2 separate regions of the Mus musculus genome follow, and region 1 is linked to region 2. A link is a contact called in public promoter capture Hi-C data. All regions are on one chromosome and are shown on one strand. The core of a region is the stretch at or near the end of the contact, and the rest is flanking DNA. Distances in the headings are between cores, read along the strand shown. Region 1 overlaps Neo1 (neogenin). Region 2 holds the start of Arih1 (ariadne RBR E3 ubiquitin protein ligase 1).

The links. Promoter capture Hi-C pulls out the DNA fragments that hold promoters and counts their contacts.
Region 1: a promoter capture Hi-C map of the HPC-7 cell line shows a contact between it and region 2, with 2.2 times the contacts expected there. The contact joins the enhancer-like site here to the promoter of Arih1 in region 2. A contact is called at or near these places in 8 of 39 promoter capture datasets (the 3T3-L1 cell line, the HPC-7 cell line, HPC-7-derived erythroid cells and 5 more) and 7 of 115 datasets of contacts at active chromatin or transcription factors (bone marrow-derived macrophages, craniofacial prominence, differentiating embryonic stem cells and 4 more).

Annotation. Positions count from the first base shown.
Region 1 is chr9:58,992,417-58,998,594 of GRCm38.p6, forward strand. The region is part of intron 1 of Neo1 (neogenin); the gene reads right to left. Among named protein-coding and RNA genes, the nearest start is that of Neo1, 41 kb to the right of the region's middle. Within about 2 kb of position 1,910, at least 2 of the 459 cell types and tissues checked have an H3K27ac peak or open chromatin away from gene starts, as enhancers often do. A contact at or near this core is called in the HPC-7 cell line, where this site is marked.
Region 2 is chr9:59,482,330-59,488,565 of GRCm38.p6, forward strand. Arih1 (ariadne RBR E3 ubiquitin protein ligase 1) reads right to left here and starts at 4,045. Exons shown (of 14, transcript NM_019927.2): 1 at 3,650-4,045. The coding sequence starts at 4,018.

The DNA of each region.
Region 1 (6,178 bases), core at 660-3,159, 490 kb before region 2:
AGTCTTAAAACCTCTGGAAAGGAACTTAGCAATTTTTGAAAAGTAACCAGAAGTTATTCTATCTGTTCCTATTAAAATGTTTACTGCATTAACCTTCTAGACGTATGGAACGTATAAAATGGTACTAACACTGTTCTAAACATTTTGCACATCTGCATCACTCATTTATGAGAAGCGGCCCTAGTATCACCTCCATCTCATTGAAGAAAGCAGCACAGAAACATTAAGTAACTTGCCAAAGGTCACACAGGTAAGAACAGAACGTGGGTCTAAGATCTCAAGTGCTACAACGTATCACTGTACACACACAGCTATGAAAATTCATTCCAAACATATAGAAAGTATGCAATAAAAATCATATTAGAAATTTTAGGAGAAAACAAGTATAACCTTGGAGCTTAGACAGCCTTTTAAGTAAAAAGATGAAACCTCATAGAAACAGAAAAAGATAAACTTTACTTTCTTGAATTTGACAAACACATTAATTACACTTTTGCAAAGCACAGAAACAAAGCAGGAAAACAATAGAGAAAGATGATTTTTGTATACAAGAAAAAATTAAAAAGTTCAAACTACTCAGCAGAAAAATGGGTGAGATAAAACCATCACAATACGTGGCAGGATGGTCTGGATCCACTCATATAGTACAACAGTCCCCACCTGCCTCAGAGTATTATCCAGTAAAACCTGAGCCATGTGTTTAATTGGCCTAGAGTTCTGTGGAAAATGACTAATACCAATGAATGTAAATTATAGCTCAATGAATATGTGAGTACATAGGCCCTGAAAAAGGTAGGAAGTGTGCATCAGTTTCTTACTCCTGGTTACTGTGAAGGAAAAAGATAAGAAGATAAAGGAGTAAAAATCTAAAGACATATTAAACAGCTTCACAATGAATCATTTACTGTTCAACAACCATGTGCAGAGAGCAGAGAAATCTATCATTTAACAGTTTTCCTTTGGGCACTGCAGAGAGCTCAGCTGTCTATACAAAAGCTGGCCTGGATGTCTCAACAGTCCTCATAGGACATCTACTTTAGTCTGCATACTATTAGTTTACTAAGGCCAGAGTCACTGGACAAAATACGATGAAATAATCGTAATGGAGCCTGTCTGGTATCTCCTTCATTTCCAAGTCTCTACAAATTTCTCACTTCTTAATAGAATAGTTCTCACTTTTTGATAGATTCTTCCTCACTTTCTGATAGACTACTTCACACCTTTTGACAGAATCCCATTCTAGGAAAGAATACATTCACAGGGAACTACTTTCAGTTATAAGCACCATCCCTACAATACCAACAAATCTAACTGTATGCTTCATACTAGCTGTAAATTTTATAGTACCTAAAGCAAGATATCAACACATGGCATTTTAATGCCAGCAGAAATAAAAACCCTGCTCTTTTTCAGGAAGAAGTACAAAGTTCAATAGTAGAAATTCAGAGCAAGCCTCTTTATAAACCTACAAATGAAAGCAGTCTGTGTAATTTTCTTCACTATAAGAAAATTATCTCATCATAAACTAAGATTCTACTCTCAAGTGACTTCCTATTTCCTTACACCGCAGTATTATCTCCTAACACCAAGTGCATCCCAAACCACTTCCCAATGTGACATTTCACTTTATCCTTTTATGTTCCGTGATGCTATACAGCTCAGTCTTAAGTTCTCAGTTTTTTAATTAAAAATCCCCCCGCCAAAATTGGAAAGTTAAAGTGACTTAACATTCAAAGACACAACTTAATATATTTATATTACCAATTTTACACAGATATTTAGAAAGTGACAAGTTTTTTCTACCATTTTACTACATAACATTTTAGCAATTTCAGCTCCACAGCTTACTCTTTCTGCAAAGCTAATTAATTCTTCCAAAGACTGAACTGACCTTAAAGACATCATCCTTTGCATCTTCTAACCACAAAGAACGCCCCCCTCGGAAAATATGTTCATCTTAATCATAAGTTTGTAGAGCAAGGAACTGAAGGCAAAAATAGAAGAAACAAAAGAGACAAAACAGAAATAAAGAAATCCAAGATCTAGTCTGGATTTTGGTTGTTGTACTTCTAAGATTGAATGGGAATTATGGACAAGGTGTAAGGGTATAAAAATAATAATGAAAGCTTCCTGAGTGTTCACTATGCATTAGACACAATCCAGGCTTTATGAGAATTCCCTCAGTCCAGTTCACTAATGGTAAGAATTATCATCTTTGATTTAAAACCTTTTGCTACAAAATGAATAAAAAATTGCTCCAAAATAATTAAGCTATCTGAACCAAGATCATAATCATTACATGTGCACTATCTAATATGGGTAAGTGATATACACTGAGAACTTGAACTACAGCTAGTCTTAATTGAGATACATGTAAAATAGTAAAAACCACACAATTGATTTAGAAAACATGGATTGTACAAACACACAAGAATGCAAAGTATCTAATAATGTATGCTGATTTACATGTCTTTTGGAAATATTTACTAAATATTAATAAAATGATTTCTATTTTACCTTTTTAGTATGGCAGTCAGAAATTTTTATGGTTTTGGCTTGTGTTATTATTTCTACTGAGAAAGGCCAGCAGCCAACTATGTTTTCCTTCATCAACACTAAAAACAACCAAATTCACATTATTTTTTCAAAGGGTGAATGGAATTATGGCAGTTAATAGGAAGGATCAAAACTAAATTCTCTCTTAGATATCAAATTAAATAATTGACAATGAAAATTAGGACTTTAGCAGCTATCAGCAGTGATCTCTTAACACCTATTCAGAAATGTTTCCTTAGAAACAAACTTTTTAGAAATTTTTTCAAGTTTCAATAAAAAATGTATTCATTTTGATGTTTCAGCTTGCTGAGGAAAGGTTTCTGGAGCAGAAATCATTTACAAAGTATTTCTTTATGCTTTAGGAGGAGCTAAACTTCACGAGAAGCGGAAGAAAAACATAAGCTACTGGGGGGATGCCCTTGTCCCGGTCCCTTCCTATCCTTCTTCCTACTCCCTGGTTGACTTGAGTTAAGAAGCTCTGTTCTGCTAACATCCTTCCATCATGATGTACAACGACCTCAACCCAGGTTTAAAAACATAGAGCCAGTGATCAAGAACTGAAACTTCCAGAATTGTGAGCCAAAATAAATAAATCTTTCTCCTTTACACTGCTTTTCTTAGGTATCTGTCACAGCAAGAAAAACTCTAAACTGGCTGGAAGCAAAACGTTACAGAAAAGAATTTAAGTGATATACAGAGGAGCTAGACGTGTAACTCAGCTGGTAGAGGACTTGTCTGACATTCACTGGCTGAGTTCTAGTCCCCAGAACCATATAAATATCTATGGTCATGAGTACCTGAAATCCCAGCACTTGAAAGGTACAAGCAGAAAGATCAAATTCAAGGTTATCCTTAGCTACATAGCAATTTTGAGGCCATCTTGGTATACAGAAGACCCTGTCTCAAAACAAAATGCCATAAAAGTCAAAAGACAAAGGAGCAGAGCACAGAAGAAGCCAAAGGACTAAAAGAGGATGAGCTGCCTTGACCCCATTCATTACATATACACCGAGGTTATACACTAAGATCATGTACTGACGGTCAAAGTAAAAATGGTTTCAGTAAAATATGTGAAATAAGGCAGCAAGAATGGGGAGAGCACTACAACAGGAAAACTGATCCCCACGAACAGTGAGACTCCTGGCAAAGTATTTACCATAGCTGAAAAGACTCAAATATGATTAATGTGATTTTTAAAAGGAAAGCAATCATTTAAAACTTCAAGGCAAACAAGATGGTGTCATGACAGTGAAGTTAAGAAAGTTAAAGGGATCAGCAAACGGCCATCTGTAGAACCATCACAGTTAGAAAAGGAAATTCGAGTAAATTAGGTTGGATAAAAATGATGCAGGTGTAGTGGGAGCAATCTGGGAGTCCTGACTACGATGGAGAGACTGAAATTATTCTAATACTACAGCACTGCTGAGGAATGGCAAGGTGGGACACAGATGCACAAGCTGATTTCTATACTGTAATGACGAAGTCACTGGAGATGAAGACAGCAAGGAATCGAAAGCCTACCATGAAGAGGTCAGTCAGTACCACGCATGCTGCTCAGAATTATCTTAGGTTTGAAACAGAAGACAGTAAGATTCAATGTCTTACATGAACATCTTTTAAAATATTCACCAAATAGCAAGTACACCGACAATAGTGAGCAAGAGAATCAGAAAGCGATAGCATGCAGTGGCACAGATTCTAAGAGCAGCAATTTGAAAATAGAGTGACCTTCACATTTTTAAAAACTATTTTTCTATAATTCTTCTGTAACTGGCTACCTTCTAAGGAGTTAATATAAGTCAGTTGATATTCTTTCAGTATTAATAGCTTTCATTGTGATAAACAAGCATTATATATTTTATTAAGGTATATCACCATATGTACACAAGCTGTCACCAAGTTGAACTAAAAAAATTTGAGTAAAGATATTAATCCTAGAATATAGACAACTGCATCCCATAAATAATTCGATGAAAGCTTTCACTGTCAAATAATGCTTATGAAATCCTATGGGCAATCTAACAGGTTAAAAGAGAGAACAAAGTGAAAAGTGGTAATAACAAGCTATTTTCTACAAGTAATGTGTACAATCAAGCTCTCAACCCAAAATAAAATGTTTCAAGAAAAAAAAAATCTTGTTTCTAACAAGGTCTGCAAAATTGGGTTCTAGAATTCTTTTATTCTGTAACAAATTTACTGATGAAAATAAACAGAATTCTAAAGCTTGTTAACCCAATTCTGCACTATTAAAACTGCCATGTTAAATCACAGACAAATTTCATTCACTTATTGATTTTAAAAAATATCTTCATATCATGTCCACAATATACCTCCCCAAAAAAAAATTAGAATAAAAGAAAAGAGAGGGAGAAAACTCTAAACCTCCCAAAAGATGTTCACAGTATCAAAAGGATAACACATAGCCCTAGAACACGTTACTAAAATGAAATGTAAATGGCTCACAATCATCTGAAACTATGATTTCAATTTCATAGTAAGAAAAATGCAAATTAAAACTACATTGAAATTTCTCACTTATCACACTATCAAAACTCCAAGCCTAGATAGACTAACTGTAAGGAAACAGGCTGATGAAATACAGAATGGCGTATTCACTGACTGCATCTGGCATATACATATATATGTATTTATCATCCTCCAACCCAACAACCGCGCATCTCTGAAGTGATATCAAAGGTACACTGGATAACGTCGTAAACAGGTACAAAGTATTCATTGTGAACCTATTCAGACTGAACGTGAGGACTCATTCTGATATATGACATGTAAACTCAACTAGGATACACTAATACACTGAGGTACTAGTACTATGCAGATATAAATAAGACTGCAGAATAACTATATTCTACCACAGTTATCTCTATAAAAAATGTGTAAAAAGTAAATCAGAGAAAGTGAATATATTTAAACACCGAGATAGGTAGGCTATACATACATAAGAAAAAATATGCGAAAAAGACAAAGATTGAAGGCAAATGTCTCTGAATAGACCTTGATCACCAGTTTGTCACTGAACCATATAAACATTTTACTAAGTAAAAAACAAAATTAAAAAAAAAAGCAAAATTTAAAATATCTAAAAACTGAAAGCAGATAGAAAACAACTGTCCAAACATCATTATAGCCACATCAGAAAGAACTAGTCCAAGAGAATTTTGAAACAAAAAAACCAAACTAGAAGTAGTCTATATCTTAGGGACAAACCTACAAAGATTTAACTTTAATTGCAGTTACTATTAGTATTGTTACTCTAAAAATGTGATGAGAGATAAAACAAATAAGCTATTTTAATTATATTGTGGAAGGAAATCAATAAAATCAGTGAGACTAAACAGAGCTCTAACCTTCAATTTTAAGTACCAATATGAATTATATTTTTTAGAACAATATACATTTCTTAGCTTTCCTCACTGAAACATCCCAGTGGTAATAACTAACCCATTAACAATGAACATTTTCTCTAGCCAGGCTTTGCTATCTAACCACCATTTTCATTCAAAAGATCCATTATAAAGTAGCTAATTCCAGGTTTGTGAGTAGACAAATCTTGGGACTAAAGAGATGGTCCAATGGCTGCTCTTTCAGAAGACCTGGGTTCCAT
Region 2 (6,236 bases), core at 2,795-5,294:
TTAGAAGCATGATCACTTCCTGATCCAAAAAGTAGCATTCATCAAATGCAGCCTAAACATATTCTTGTTCTACTTATTACATCACCTTATAGGAAAATTAAGCTGTTTATAGATATTAATGTAGTTAACATGTAAAAGGAAAATAACAACAACAAAAAGAGTGGCTGGAGAATGGTTTAGCAGATAACACCAGATCCTCTTGCAGTACAAGAGTTCACTTCCCACCATCCATCTACTAAGGGCAGCTCACAACCATGGGTCACACTACAGCTCTGGGGATCCAGCGCCCTCTTCTGGCCTCTGCAGGCACCCACATACCCACACATAGACACAATTTAAATAAAGACCTTTTTAATTTTTTTAAAAAAAATACAAATAAACAAAAAAAGTAGTAGCTAGCTAAAACAGAGAGTGCACCCTGTTGTAGTTAGCACTTGATGTGTATGACACATTTGTAGTCCTGGAACCCAAGAAGCTGAGGCAAGACCATCACTGGAGCCCAAGAGAAACGAAAAGAAAAGGAAAAGGCCTTGGCAATACAGGGAAATTTGATCTCAAAACACAAATGAAATAAATTAAAAAGCATGAAAAGAGGGGAAAGTATAAATACATGCTATGTCATAAACAGAATGATGATATAGCATGAGTTCCAGGATGCCCTGAGCTGTGCAGTGAGACTCCTGTCTCAAAAATACATATAATGAATATATTAAGTCCTGGGTATAGCTCAGGGATAGAATACTTGCCTAGCATATGCCAGGCCCTGAGTCACACTACAGGAGAATTCAAAGTCAGAACTATATATAAAAGGGTTTTGTTGTTGTTGTTTTCTGTTTTGATTTTGTTTTTGTTTTGTTTTTTTGAGATAGGGCCTCACTATGTAGCTAGCTCTGGCTGTCCTCTAAAGCAATATATTATAGATCAGGTTGGCCTCAACTACAGAGATTAACCTGACTCTCCCTCCAGAATGTTGGTATTAAAGGCCTGCAACAATATGCCTCCCTCCTCAAAGCAAAAATTTTAAATGACTATATGATAACAATTAGGCAACTAGTTTAACTTGAAAACACTTAACACCATCTCAATCCCTTGAAAATGAGCCTTTCACTTTAATTCTACAAGTGGACTTACACGAAGAAATAAGAAAATATTCTATGTCTGACCTCTGATATGTATACTTTTAAGTTAAAAACTATAAAAAGCCAGTAAATAGATTGGCTATACAAATTAATGTGCAATCACTAAGTTCTTTAAAAGAGTAGTTATTTATTAGAGAAAGTTCTTCAGAAATTCTTTCTGGTTTTTCTCCCCACTGAAAACAAATTACACAAAACCATTCTGGTTTTTGTTTGTTTTTTTTAAATATGTATGGCTATGTAGGTTCCAGTAAACTAGCTACAGCTCAAATTTTGATGTCTCTTGGTAACTTACTTAGTAAAGTTTCTCTTTACTTGTGAGATTTTTTTTTTCTTACAATGTGCCTGTACATCCAAGCAATGCTTTGAATTTAAATAACCTAAAACAGAATCAAGCCTAGTTTAGATGTATAAGAATACTAGCTCAAGGAATGATGGTCTGGGATATATCCTACCTTTGCCTTGACTGGTATTTCTAATTATAAACTTTCAACAAGGGATACATGCTCGGGTGTTCATGAATGCTACTTAAGAACAGTATTACTCATAAATGCTAAAGTAATAAATCAAGAAAATATGGAAAAGTACGACACTACCCCCCTACCCCCACCAAAATCCCCAGTTTTTATAGGTCTTAGTAGTTCATCAGCATTCATTCTTATCTAAAACAAGAAAGGATAATGTCATGCATAACAGCTACCTGACTGGTAACTGAGATAAATCTAAGAACTGACAAAACTGGATGAGATTTAACTAAAGTAAAATACACACTTTTAAGTCAAAAAGTTATTTTTGAGAATATCTTTGATTTATTTCAAAACATAATTTTAATGCCAGTAAGCTAGGTAAGTTTGATGATTTAATATAATTGCATGTAAATAAAAGCAATTCAAGTTTTAACCAAATTCCTTGCTAATGCAATTTTTTTGTTTCTTTAAAAAAAAAAATGAAAGAAAGAAATCTCAATTAATTATATAAAAACTAGAGCAGTGAAACTTAACTGACTTCTACAATCCTCCCATTTATTTTTTTATTGAAAAATGCACCATCATCTACAATGAAAATTGAGTTTCCACTACCAACAACACTAGATGAGATTTTTCCATTACACCAAACACATTCTTTAATGCCTACAAGGTTTAATCTGCAAAACGGTGCCTTCTGAATCAAACCATAAACATGTTAATAATGGAAAGTCAGCAAGTAGGCAGTAACACTGATAATCTGTCCATTCTAAAGTTAAGAAGCAATGTGCTTAAAAAAAAGAGTAACTTCTTGTTCATATGTAGTTTCCTTCCATGTAGCTACTATTTTCTAAAAGTTAAAATGAATCAAGATTTCACTCTGATTTTTCATTTTTCCAACATTTTTCGAGGCTGACCCTAGAGCCTCGAACTTTTTGCTCTACCACTGAGCTGTTATTATCTCCAGCCCTCTTTTTACTCTATCTTGAGAGAATCTCACCAAGTTGCCCGGGACAGCTTTGAGCTCACTCTGTAGTCCAGGTAGGCCTTGAACTTGCCACCATCCATCTGCCTCGACCTTCTAAGTAACTGAAATTTCAGACTTTCACCACCGGGTCCTATGTTATCTTTACTTTCCAATCATATCCCATTTGTAACAACTTTTCCCCCAAACAAATGTAAATTTATTTCCTAAAGCTCAAAAATACAAAATCGGGATGTATATAGCGTTAAATAGGATGCAGTTTCTGGTCTGAAGCAAGTTTAACTTCTATGCACGAAACAGAAACCTTCAGAGAATAGAGTCCAGAAGCCGGAATGCCTCTACTTTCTAATTCACAATAGAGTTTTGTCCAATTAGACAACACTGTGTTTTATTGTTGCCGAAGCTGCAAGGGTGGGTAGGGGATCTGCAATAACTATTCCAACAGCTTCCATCAAGTTACTTGCTACCAATGGAAGAAGTAGCAGTTAGGTCCCAAAGAAAACATACTCCTCCCACTCCCCCAAAAATGTAGGCATAAGCCTCACCATCAGAAAATAAGGTCCATCAGCACCTCTTCCGAGAAATAGTTCCCTTCCCCCACCTTTAAGTAGCCACTTAGGACTGCCAAGGAGATCCATTTCTTTATTAGCCGGTGCCCACTTGGAGCAATCATACACTAAAGCTGCTCTGAAGGGCCTGCCCTAATCCCATCTGAAACTGCTCAAAAGACTCAAGGGCTAGGGATAAACCTTGAGAAAAGGGCCGGGTTCTTTCTGACACCTCTTTCACACTCACCACCTCACCCGCCTCTAGCCCGCCCCGGTATCCCATCCTCCGGCCGTAGTCATGCAGGAACTGCCGGCCATAGCCGCTCAGGCAGCCCCAGGCCTCCGCCATGCCAGGACTCCGGGAAGCACCGCCCAAGCGCACCTCCCGACCGGCCGGCAGGGCACACAGGCCCGTGACGAGCCAGGCCCTGGCCTGCTCTTCGGCGCCGCACAGGCCGCCTTGGGTCCGCTCCCTAAGCCGGCTCCGGGGCCAGATGGCGTGGCGGGGCCCCTCACCTGGATGACCTCGTTGACCTCCCGGATACATTCCACCATGTGCTGCAGGATCTGTTCGGCCGTGAGCACCTCGTAGCGGTAATCCTCCTCCTGCTCGTGTCCCGGGCCGCCGCCGCCACCGCCACCGCCGCCGCCGCCTCCCGGACCCAGAGCGCTGCCGCCGCCACCGCCAGTCTCCCCGCACAGCAGTCCGTCTCGCTCCCCGCCGACGCCCAGCCCGGGCTCCACCAGCTCCACCTCGCCCAGATCCAGGTTATCATCGTCCGGCTCGTCCTCGTCGTCGTCCTCCTCCTCCTCGGCGCCGCTGTCCTCCTCGCTGCACTCCTCGTCCTCGTCGAACTCGTAGTTGTAGCCCTCGTCCGAGTCCATGGCGCGACGCGCGCGGGCCCGGCAGACGCTGGCCGCGGCGCGGAGAGGGCGGGGACGCCGAGGCCCCGGCTCTCGCTCCGGCTCCGGCTGCCGTCCGGACGCAGGCCTGGTTCCGGCCCCGTGGGCCGCGGCTGCTCCCCGCGTGCGGCGGTTGGAGGCGGGCGGTGGCGGCGGCGGGGAGGGCGCGGAGCAGGGCGGGAGGGAGCGCGGGGGCCGCTTGCTGCCGGCCTCAGTCAGACGCCGCTCCGCTCCGGGCTCGGACGGAAAACAGTCCCCTGCGCCACCTCCGCGGCCGCTGCTACCGCTACTGAGCCAACAAAGGGGCGTGCGTCACCGCGCCGCGCTACGTCATCGCGTCGGTCCGCTGCACGTCACCGCGCCACGCCCCTTGGCCCCTGCGTAGTATTTGGGGAGACCCCACGGCCGAGCCTGAGCAGGACGGGAGCGCGGCGGCGCGGCGGTGGCCCGGAGACACTGGGAAGCTGTGGCTCCTTGACGTGAGGAGGCTGGGGCCTTCCGGTCGTGGGGAGGAGTCTGGGGAGCGCCCAAGCGGAGGTTTTCTCCGAGGACCTTTCTCGCTTCCGGGCCTCACAGGCACATCTGACACGCCCTGGCTAGTTCCGGGAAGCCGGTAGCTGTGCTGCTAAAATTCCGGTTGCCCGAGTTACTGCCTGGAAGGTAGTAGTACGCGGAACCTCCAAGTTGGGTGACAGGTAGTTGGAGTGTTGCTGTCCACTCGTGGCTCTACAGCGGTTCTTGGGTCCCCCTGATGTGACGTCATAGTAAAGACTCAGTTCCTGAACTCATCTTGACAAGCACTTCTTGAGGGTCCGGAACAATGTGACAGTCCTGTTCCTCAATTAAGGCCATCAATTCCTCAATCACTAAGGGCCTTCCATAGATTAGTGCTCATTACCACAGAGTCCTAGTACCCAGATTATAGCGGAGGCACCCGAGACTCTAAAAATAAAAGTGTATATACCTTGTGGTGGCATACACCTGTCCAGCATGCACAAAGGCCCCAATTTCAGTCCCCAGCAATGGAGCAGAGAGGTTTTCTGATACATAATAAATCTTACATTTTATGTAAATTACAGTGATAATTCCAGGAAACAGTGCAGGCAAACCACATCTACAAAGACCAAGAGAGACTGCTTATCTGGAAATAGTGCAGAAGTGAGCTGGGTTGATGGATGGCTATTTCAACAGAGGAGGAGAGGAAGATGGCCTTGGGTCAAAACAGAAGGTTCACAATAGTTACAAGGCTGAAGTTTAAAACTCAATCAGTAAATGGGAAGTATTGGGCAAATTAGTTAGAGGTCATGACAAAGCACTTAATGCCTTTCCAAGACTGGGTTTATCTTGTTTTGTTTGCTTTAGACTTAATACCTTGAAAATAGGACACCAGAGCCAGGAAAGTGTTTTGAAGGAAGTAGAGGCTTAAGAGACCTCCCTCTTCCAGTAACTTGAAGGATTGGCCAGTCTGAAAATCTATTAAAGCTGAACCCTTAATAGATACAGTACTTAAGATATAGATTCTGTTTAGAAATTGCCTTTGAAAAAGTGGAAAATATATAGATACATACTTATATAATGTCTATGTCTATTTTGTTTTCAAATGATCGATTTATTTCTTTACACACACATATTTAAACTGGGTTGAGTGCAAGGCAAGTGTAGATCAGAAGATAACTTATGGGAATTAGCCCACACTTCACTGTGTAAACTACAGAAGTTGGGTTAGAGTCATCAGGCTACATGGAAAGTGCTTGTCTGTACCTGCTGAGCCTTTCTCGGTTTGTTTGTTTGTTTGTTTGTTTGTTTTTTAAGTAGGATCTCATGTACCCAGGATAACCCTTAACTCCTGACCTTCCTGCCCCTGCCTCCAAATGCTAGGATTTGAGACATGCACCACCATGCCTAGCTCAAATCAAAGCTCTTAACAACAGTTCTGGGTTATCTTGGTCCCTTGAGTCATTGTGTTTCTATTTAGCAATTATAACTTATTGCCACATCTGAGACAAACCACAGACACAAACACCCTTTGTTCTTCTCCATCCTGTTGTGGTATATCTATGGAAATAATTCAGGAATATTTGTGTATTCATTCACTGTTTTATTCTTGTGTTATTTATTCAAATAACAGACAAAAGCAAGTTAAGGAAGGAGAGGATTAATGTTCACATTGTGAGGTCAGTGTCTATCCTGTCAAAGAAGG